Regions from separate parts of the Danio rerio genome. Here region 2 is linked to region 1. A link is a contact called in public Hi-C data. All regions are on one chromosome and are shown on one strand. The core of a region is the stretch at or near the end of the contact, and the rest is flanking DNA. Distances in the headings are between cores, read along the strand shown. Region 1 holds the start of znf16l (zinc finger protein 16 like). Region 2 holds the start of coro1b (coronin, actin binding protein, 1B).

What was found. A called contact is a pair of places that touch in the nucleus more often than the background predicts.
Region 2: a Hi-C map of hematopoietic stem cells shows a contact between it and region 1, with 3 times the contacts expected there. The contact joins the promoter of coro1b here to the promoter of znf16l in region 1. A contact is called at or near these places in 1 of 18 Hi-C or Micro-C datasets (hematopoietic stem cells) and 2 of 4 datasets of contacts at active chromatin or transcription factors (embryo and gastrula embryo).

The regions. Positions count from the first base shown.
Region 1 is chr7:18,458,913-18,463,914 of GRCz12tu, reverse strand. znf16l (zinc finger protein 16 like) reads left to right here and starts at 3,332. Exons shown (of 3, transcript NM_001423803.1): 1 at 3,332-4,219. The coding sequence starts at 3,520.
Region 2 is chr7:18,636,158-18,641,764 of GRCz12tu, reverse strand. It overlaps coro1b (coronin, actin binding protein, 1B), which reads left to right and starts at 1,739. Exons shown (of 11, transcript NM_001109707.1): 1 at 1,739-2,139. nectin4a (nectin cell adhesion molecule 4a) reads left to right here. Exons shown (of 11, transcript XM_683919.10): 11 at 1-820.

The DNA.
Region 1 (5,002 bases), core at 2,083-4,582:
AAAAGCAACGGTATGCCATAGAAGAATTATTTTCCATATTAAAAGTTTTTTTGTTCTAACCAAAACCTTGAATTGATGTCTTAGAAACGGCTTCTATTTCTTGTCGCTAAACAACAGAAAACTAACAATAATAACCTCAGGTACACCTCATGTGTTTTATTCAGTGTTGAATGCTAATAATGTGAGTTTGAAGGCCATTTCACATGACATTTATTGCCATATTCTGGAAGCAGCAGCAGGATAGTTCACCTCAAATCTTGAAAATAAAATAAACCATTTTAAATAGAACTTCAGAACTGATTCAGTGCAAGCCAACACATATCAGTGATTCAGCATGTACATTTAATACTGTTAAAAAGGTTTAATGTCTATTGATTAGATTATAAACTTTACCATTTATTTGGAGTGCAGTAAGTGCACTTTTCTGTGCTTTTGAATGGCTGTATTTAAATTTCTGTTGTACTTCATCTGGTGCAAACAGTCAAATTGCTTATCACTGCAATTCGCATCACATAGCGTGTTGTTAGGACACGCTGTTACGCTTGTAATGTTTATGCTCGTAATATTTGTATTATTTCCTAATCCTCATGTTGAACTCTGAATTTGCTTCTTATTTCGGAGTCTGCTACTGTCCACCGGAGGTCACATTTTGGTCACGGGCACATGCTTTGAGAGCCTTCCTGACTGAATTAATGAAATACAGTTTTCCACCTAATGCAGATTTTCAAAGCTGAATATCTGACTTCAGTATTGTTTTTCATAAATATCTGCAAACACATTATGGTATTTCTATGCTTTAGAACTTGCATACAGCATCTTGAACAACGTCATGTTTTTTTAGGTTTTCCTTTCAGAAAAACAGCTAATAGGACTGTGACGCTGCTAATATTCAAATAAGGATGTTAACCCTTATAGTTAACCTTATATTTTTGTTTTTACTTGTAAAACTTGAAGCAAGATAAGTCCGATTTCCATTTACCCACAATGGCTGAAACTTCAAGGGATAATTCACTCCTAAAATTAAGATTTCCATGTCATTTATGCTTTCACTTAAGTTGTTCTAAACATTTATACGTTTCTTTGTTCTGTTGAACACAAAACAAGATACTCTGAAGGATGCTAGAAAAAACGCAGCCACTGATATTCGTAATATTTTTGTTCCTATTATGGAAATCAACGGCTGCTACTTTTCTATCATCTTTCTTTGTGTTCAACGGAAGCAAAAGAAACTCAGACAGGTTTAGAACAAGTGGAGAATGAGTAAATAATGAATGAATATTGGGGTATATTATCCCCTTTAAGTAATGATATATAAATGATGTCCAAATATCTGCTAAGAATTTTACAAAAAATAACAAACAATAAAAGAAACATGTTACATATTAAAATGAGCAATTTCTACATAAAAAATGATTTTATATACATGATACAGGTAAAGTGTTTATTGTTTCAAATAACTTTTGTGAAAATAAAATGTAACAGTGTTGGGGTAATGCATTACAAGTAATACAAGTTATGTAATAATTAGGCATGTGCCGGTATAAGATTCTGATGGTATGATTACCTTGGATAAAAATATCAGTTTCACGGTATTGCAATTACTGCTCTATAATATGTTCATTTTAAATGTCTGGGTAAAAAACAACAACTTTTTTCCCCTTTGGTCACAATATGTTTTATTTTGAGAAACACTTAAAATATTTTGGAGTAAACATGTCAGTAAACATGTTCTGCTGTCTTTGTTTGTTTCAAACACCCAAATTTCTTTACAATTTAAAACAGCATCTTTGTATATATTTTCTGTTGGAAATACTGTTGTCCTAAAAAACAACAACAAAAAGGTAAATGTAAAATCTTACACATATCTTAGGAACGGTACAGAAGAACATTTTGGCAGTTTTAAAACCTTGACTTTTCCAAACTATGATATACCTTGAAAACAGTTATCGTCCCATGCCTAGTAATAATACTACTTTTGTAGGTTAAGTGTAAATGAATGCATCACTTTTCAAATTAATTCAGAATATTTGAGTTTCTTTATAAAGAATGTAATGCGAGTTTCTTTTTAGTTTAGTTGATTTACTTTTAAAAAATAAATTGCTGAATTAAAACTAGTGTAGTCATGTTGAATCCCGCATGCAATGAGAGAATGAACAGACAGACATGAAGATGGCAGAGCCTTACATTTCTGAGATGGAAATATTCTCATTATTTTGAACACATGGAAGGAAAGGAAAAGAGGATTGTCTGAATGTACAGTGATTTTACTTTTTAATAGTACAAAAGTAGCAAACACGTTCCTTTAAACTTTCAGTAATCCGAATATATGCCATGTAGAGCGCTGGGATCAAGAGGTTCTCAGAAGATAACATTATCATTAATTTTCTGTGTATTTAAAGGTAAATGAAGGTTATACGGTGTGTTGTTAACTGCAGAGAGCTCTCTTACAAGTTTTGAAAGATCAAGCCTCAGCCATGTAATAAAATGTAACTCAAGAGTAATGTAAAACATTACTTACTGTAAAAAGCATTGAAGTAACGCAACTAGTTTCTTTTTTGGGGAGTAACTCAATATTGTAATGCATTATTTTCTAAAGTAGCATTCCCCAACACTGTTTATTCTTCTAGAAATCATGTGATTTTTCATTTATTTGTTTCATTTTGGTTTATTAAACAAATAAATAAACAAAATAATCTGTATCTCCATTAATAAAACAGGACATATTCTAAGAATGTAAAAAATATTACACTATTATACTTTACTTATTTTGTGGCTTTACCCATGTATAAAATGCTTAGTCTTTGTCACAATTTTTTTTCATTTGACCATAACTTTTTAAAGTCCGTTACAAATAGTCGAGTGCTTTAAGTAGAACAAAGACTATAGAACACATTTAAAGGGACTGAGTAGAATCTGATGGCAACACTGGTGTTTGACTAACTGGCCTTGAACATAAGGTCAAGTCTGGAGTTTAAAACGCGTCTAAAGAGCGACATCTAGAGGCGATTAGCCCAAACAGCTGCTTCAAAACCAGAGCAAACAAAGGGCTTGCGTTTCTAAAATACTTGGTGTTCGTCAACCATACTGTAAGAGTGTATTATACTGTGTGCGTTATAGTATAATATTTACAGCACTTTGTTAATAAATGCTGAACCAAAGTGTAGTATTAACTAAAGTGAACTGTTGTATACCTTAGTTGTTATTACAGTAAAACTATGTATCTATGTATCTATCTATGTATCTATCTATGTATCTATCTATGTATCTATCTATCTATCTATCTATCTATCTATCTATCTATCTATCTATCTATCTATCTATCTATCTATCTATCTATCTATCTATCTATCTATCTATCGTGCAGACAAAGGATGGCTCAATAGAGGGCGCTGTCTCTATAGTCCACTTCCGAGGCTGCAGGAAGTCGGTCTGGTGCTCTATGGTGTCTGTCTGCTCATCCTTGGTGTCCATCGCGATCAAAACATTGCAGGTCTGCGCTCAGAGTCCGCGCTCTTTAGGATGAGCCGAAAAAGGAACCACTGCTACATGGAAACAGGAGCGTCCTCGGAGTCCCAGGGCGCGTTTTTAGACAGCGCCGGCCCGTTCAGCCGGGACGAGGAGGATTTCTCCGAGCTCGAGCCCGACGAGCAGCTGGTGTGTTCGGTGACCGAGATCACGGAGCATCTGGGCAGGAACATCACGGTGGTGCTGGAGTCCGCGCTGTCCGAGATCCGCAAGCTGGTCGGCGTACGGATCCGCGTCCTGAAGATGGAGCTCCGCGAGAAATCCGACGAGATCGAGCTGCTCAAGGCCAAGCTGGAGTCGTCGGAGAAAGACGGGAGGGTCTCCAACTTCAGCAGCCTGGATTTCAGAAAATCCGAGCACCAGAAATACGGTGCCGAGCCGAAGAAAGCCAAAACCGGGACGCCCGTGGTGAAGAAGGAGAACATCAACGCGATCTGCGACTATCTGATGAAAGATAAGAACCAGCGCGGGGCTGCAGAAGTGGAGAGCGACCACAGCAATCAGGCCTTTGGCTCTGAACGGGACGTCCGGACCGAAGCGCAGCCGCACGGCTCTCTGAGCCTGTGGCCGGACAGCGGACCCGCGGACACCGACGCCGAGACGGACATCTTCAGCATGCTGCCCTCCGCCAGTAAACGCATGTATGATTATGAGTGGATGACAGGAGTGGAACTCAACTCAGCCGAGTTTAAAGGTACCGCTTGATCACGCACATATGCAAACATTATGTGGGTATAATATTACAGACCATTTCGAGGGATGTAAACAAAAACAATGGTCCCAACGTAGTTCCTGTTTTACATATTTACCTTCTATAACTTAAGAGAATCCAAAAAGAGCCACACTTTGATAAATAAAGTTATGATAGCTGTTTTAACAATAAGTTACGATTGAATTGCTTTTTGTCACAGATATGAAATAGTTTGATTACTAGCAGGAAATGTTCATGGGCCAATGCCATGACCACATTAAAATGTTCTATACCAGGGGTCACTAATCTCGTTCCTGGGGGTCCGGTGACCTGCAGGGTTTAGCTCCAACTTGCCTCAACATACCTGCCTGGGTGTTTCAAGTATACCTAGTAAGACCTCGATTAGCTTGTTCAGGTGTGTTTGATTAGGGTTGGAGCTAAAATCTGCAGGACACCGGCCCTCCAGGAACAGGTTTAGTGACCCCTGCTCTATACATACATAATAAATATAATATTAGATGCAGTTTAAAAATATGAATGCATTGTAGCATGTGTAATAGCACCATGAGGGCTTTCTTTGCAACTTGCACATTTTGGATGTAGTATGCATGCTTTGTAGTATAGTTGTTTATGAAATGCTATTTATTATGTATGCACTATGATGTGCTTATGGCTGCCTAAGCCTTATCATTAAGTTGTATCTTACATATACATACATACATACACACACACATACATATGTATATTGCAGTTTTTTAACAAATACCTTATTGTTTAGCATTCTGC
Region 2 (5,607 bases), core at 490-2,989, 180 kb before region 1:
TCATCATCCTGCTAATGTAGATGTTGGAATGAAGCAACAAAAATTCATTTACAATGAGGAAGGGCAGAGGGTTGCTGAAGAACTACTGAGAGATTTCAAATCCTGTCTGGTCTTTCACTGCCTATCTACACCTCCTTTCATGTATTCAATACTTTTTTCATGCACCATTTTACTATGCATAACTTCATTTGTAAACGAATACGTTTAGTTTTATTTGCATATATTGATTTCTTTGGTTGTTACCAACATCCTGGTGACAATTTAAAGTCAACAGCGTCTTTAGAAATATGTTTTTTGAGGAAAATGGTGATGCGTTCAATACTTATTTTTGCTGCTGTATATATTACAACCTAATTCTTCACTTGAATTGCTGTTGAGGGAGAGAATGCTACAAGAACTGTTTTTTGGACAGTCAATCCTTCACTGTGACCGTATGTTTGTAATCCAGAGATGGTGTTTTGAAATGTTTTTGAATATACATAAATAATATGTGTGCATTTTCACTGTAAACTACCCGCTGCATGAATAGTATTATGAAGTATTGCATTGACAAATTTAAAAAAAAAAAGGTTCTTTATGTGTTCACAAACGCCATTGTTTACAACATTTATACTTCATTAGTTTCTAGTGCTTTAAATGTACTTAGGTTTAATAAGTGGGTTGTGTTATTGCAAGCTCCTGAGATATTTCTGTGACCTTTCTATATCTACAAAAAATATATAAAACCTTACTGGTTCCTGATGGTTGGTGTTTTCAGTTCTCTACAGTGTATGAGGGTGGTGTTCATGTATGGCCAGTTATTAAATCCTCTTTAATAATGTGTCCATGTTAGATTAATTCCACACTTAAAATGAAGATGTAAAATGTTGTACGTAACAATGTCAAAGAAAATGTGAAGGCTGCTCATGTTCTGCAATTTACATGACCAACCCAGATAATTAATCACTTCAAACTACTAAAAATGTCAACTTTTTAAAATCAGGGTGGTCAGAGATCAATGTCCCATAATGCAATTTGAAAGCAATACACCCATGAATCACAGGTAACCATCATTTCCTTCGAATACTACTAAAAAATCTGTGGATTCTTTGATGTAAACCAACACTATTAAAAGAAAAGGTAATTTTCTATTATATTATATTATATTATATTATATTATATTATATTATATTATATTATATTATATTATAATATATTATATTATATTATATTTATTATGGCATTGTTATGTAAACGTTTACTATCGACAATAATAGGGCTATTTTAGTCTAAAATAAGCGTTGTTGTTTGTACAGGAAACACGCATACATGAAGAACTTTGGGAATGTTGACTTTTATTTTGAATTTAAACCTGACTACCAGAAATTAACATTCCTTTTATTCCTTCGTTACTCCACATTACATTAGATTTGATAGAACGTAGTCTGTCATATTTTCCAAAACTGCCTCTGAATGTATAGGAAAATGAAAGAAATGGTTGAAATTATTTTTATTTGTTTGCAAATACTGTCCTTTTAGCAGCCTCCTTCACAAAACATGAAATAAAGAGTTCTTATCTTTTTTGCAATAACAACACGACATGCCGTCGACGTATTAGCCATTTCGAGTTTGTAGTTGATTCGTTTATTAATGACAAATTCCTGAATGACCACATTGTTCGCGAAGGGGGACTTTTGTCTCCTCAAAAAGGCGTATCGCCGTCCATTTTGTTGTCCGTTCACCATGGCGAGCTTCACACATCGATGCTTTAATTCTAGGCACATTCGCTGAGGAATTTACCTCCCATCCTCCTTTTTCCTTCAAAGCTATCGACGCTCTTTTTTCTTTATTTTAACTTCCTCAAAAGCCCGATTTTGTAAAGTACCTTTGTGTATACTTCGAAAACACATAAATGTGCTTTTATTTCCGTTGGTGATATGGATTAATTTGGCGATGCTTGCTAAAATTGACTGGATGTAATTGCTCCACCTGACCATGCAGAATATCCAGAACAACACGCTGCAAGGATTAGTGTTGTTTACATAGATTACTGCGTTTATACACAGCGTATATTTACACATCAAATCGCTTTCTTAATTTTAGCACATCTTCCAAGAAAGGGAAAAGAGAAGAGAAGAAAGAAGGAAACCCCAAAGAGAGGTACAGTGCACTGAGTGAATGTAACGTTAACCTGCTCATATGATCAGCTCATCTCATATCATGTCAGCAGCGCATTTTTGTGGTTACATGTTAATCACTAAGCTCATATGGTTATTATATAGCTGATATTTGATTTGTATTTATATGCTGTATGCATAATTAAAAACTAAAGTGTGCTTTTGCATTTATTATGTATTTAATGTTAAATGAAAATGATTTTTCATTGACAATTTATAGTTATGTGTTTGGGTAACTCAGATTGTAGTCTGTAAAATAATGATATTTCTAACTATTAAAAACAAAAATGCTGTTTTTAGACCATAAATTATGTATTTTTGCTTAAAACAACAAAAAATATCTATTTCTGACATGGATATTAATGTTTAGACAACACTAGAACGATGTTGTAAATAAAGAGGAGTTAAATTAGTGCTTGGTGAAATAAACCCTTTTTTCAGTCACAACAAATAATAACATTTGATATGACATTGAAAACATTGAATTTTATATAAACATCACAATATATTTTTTGGGAAAAAGAAATCCAAAAAGTTAATGTTTATAGATTTATTATTATTATTATCATGATATAACTGATACATGGTTTGTTTACGCTTGTTTATTCTGTATGCAATATGCATAATGGGAAAAACTAAACTGCTTTTGCATTTATTAATTTTTTGTGTATTTATTACTAAAAGAAAATTATTTTTGATTGACAATTTTTAGTTATGTATTTAGAAAACACACCATTGTAGTTTTTGTCTGTAAAACAAGGATAATTCTTCTCCATATATATATATATATATATATATATATATATATATATATATATATATATATATATATATTTTAATATTTCAAAACAATAAAATTGTTGTAAATAAAGGGGAGTTTAATTAGTTCTTGGTGAAATAAATCCTTTTTTTCAATTCACAAAAAAAAAAAAAACATTTGATATGACATTGAAAACATTGAATATTACTTTATTTAACTGATATATGGTTTGTTTTTATATGCTGTATGCATAATTGCAAAATCTGAATTGCGCTTATGCGTCGGTTTCTTAATTTATTGTGTATTTATTACTAAATGAAAATTCTTTTTGATTGACAATTTATTGTTATGTGTTTGGGTAACACAAAATTTTAGTTTTGTCTGTAAAATAATAATATTTGGGGGGTTGGGGTAATCAAAAAAGTTAATGTTTAATGATTTAATTTTATTATTTAAATCTCACCGTCTAATCAATAATAAATGATTAAAAGGTTGAGAAAAATGTTTATTTCTGTTTTTTTCTTGTCGTTGTTGAACATTATTTGTTGCTATAAAATTATTGACGCTTTTTAAAGAAAATGTAAAAGTTACAGACTAAAAATTATAACTTTTAATTACATCACAAAATAACTAAAACCTGAACTAAATGTAAAAATAGACACACCTATCAACTTTTTTGTTTTTTAGTTTTTAGGCTTTTTGATTGTCAAAGACACTGTAATTATATCCATTTTAAACTATCATTTGTTAAACTGTCATTTTTTTATAATAATTTAATTTAGTTCTTCCTGTTAATAATTGTCAGTATTGATTGATTCATTGATTAATCTTTTATCTGTATTCCTGTCTCTTAAAGAAAATGTGAAATTGTGAAATGTAAGGTACAGAAACACAACAATGTCCCATGAAAACAGCTCCTGGAAAGCACCTTTAGACCACAGTTCACATGTCACAGCATTAGGATTAACAAAGTTGTAAGCTATTTATAGTCGGTTGTTTACAGATACCATTGTTTTACTGCTTTAGCAAGTCTTCATTCTCTTATTTTGTTATTATAAAGAAGGAGTAATGGACGGAAACTGTACATCAGACCTTAAATGTTGCTGGTTTGTGGTTTCGCAGACACGTGAGAGCTGGAGGTGTCTAGAATTTCACTGGACAAGAGGGGCTCTCACTTTTATCTTAATACTCCATCCTATCTGACCCAGTAGCCGAGTTCTTCATTCAACACAACTGACATTATGAAAGTAATAGATATTATAATTGGCTGCAGTTAAAATTATGGGCAGATATTAACCAACCAAATCCATAAACAGTACACAGACACAGATGTGTGTATGAATGTATATTATATTACTAAGAATTTAAATTTTTCAATATATTTAAATATAATAATGTACAGACAACTAACATAAAAACATGTATTATGTTTATGTGTGCTAGTTGTTTTTAGGCATGGGCTGGTATAAGTTTCTGAATGTATACGATAGCCTTGGATAAAAATGTCATGGTTTCGCTGTATCTTGATTAGTGCTAAATATCACAATATAATTCTTACAAATTTAGATATTTTTTGGGGAAAAGTAATCAAAAATGTTAATGTTTATATATTTATTATTATTATTATCATGAAATAACTGATATATGGTTTTTTTATATGCTGTATGCATAATGGTGAAAACTAAACTGCTTTTGCATTTATTAATTTATTGTGTATTTTTTTTACTAAATGAAAATTCTTTTTGATATACAATTTATAGTTCTGTGTTTAGTAAACACACCATTGTAGTTTTTGTCTGTAAAATAATGATAATTCTTCCCAATTTAAAATGAAAATCAACCATAGTTTTTTTTTTTTTTCGCTTAAAATGGCAAAAAAATTCATTTTCAGCTGTATGTCTAAAATAGTTTTTTTTAAATGTCTGGGTAAAAAACTTTCTCAATTAAACATCAATTTTAGTTGTAATTTTAATTTTCACAATTTATTTACAGGGACATTTAAACAGGGCTCGAAATGAACTTTTTTACTTGGTAGCACCAGTGCTCCCAACTATAAATATTTAAGAGCACCAAAAAAATTTAGGAGCACCCACCAAAAATGAATAAGCACCACTGCATATTTTATTTTAAGGAATTTATTGTATTTAAAAACAACATCAGTTAGGACTTAAGAAATTTAGAAAACTTAGGAATTAGGAAAACACTTTCACTCTTCAGCCGTTTGCATTTCCCACGGTCACAAAAGCTCCTGTCATCTGTCAGCGGAAAGCCTTCAGTGATTAGACAGTTATTAGACAGCTAAAATGAAATAATATAGCGGCAGGGAATAGCGATTCAGCACGCCCTTAAATCAAAACAGGTCGCACTGCCACCAATATATACAGTTGCACAAATGCTCCCAAATATATTATGAGGTCGCATAGATAAAATTTCGGGCGCATATGCGACTAAAATGGTCGCGATTTCAAGCCCTGTTTATAACATTTTGGAACAGTAAACATGTGAGGGTAAACTTTTTTTAATAAATCATTGACTTCTGCTGTCTTCTTTAGTTTCAAAAACACAGATTTCTTAACAACACATAAAAAAACATTAAAAAGAAAACAAAATTCATATTCCTTAGGAACGGAAAATAACAGAAGCGTTTTTAAAGCCTTAACTTTTCCAAACCGCTGTAAACCTTGAAACTAG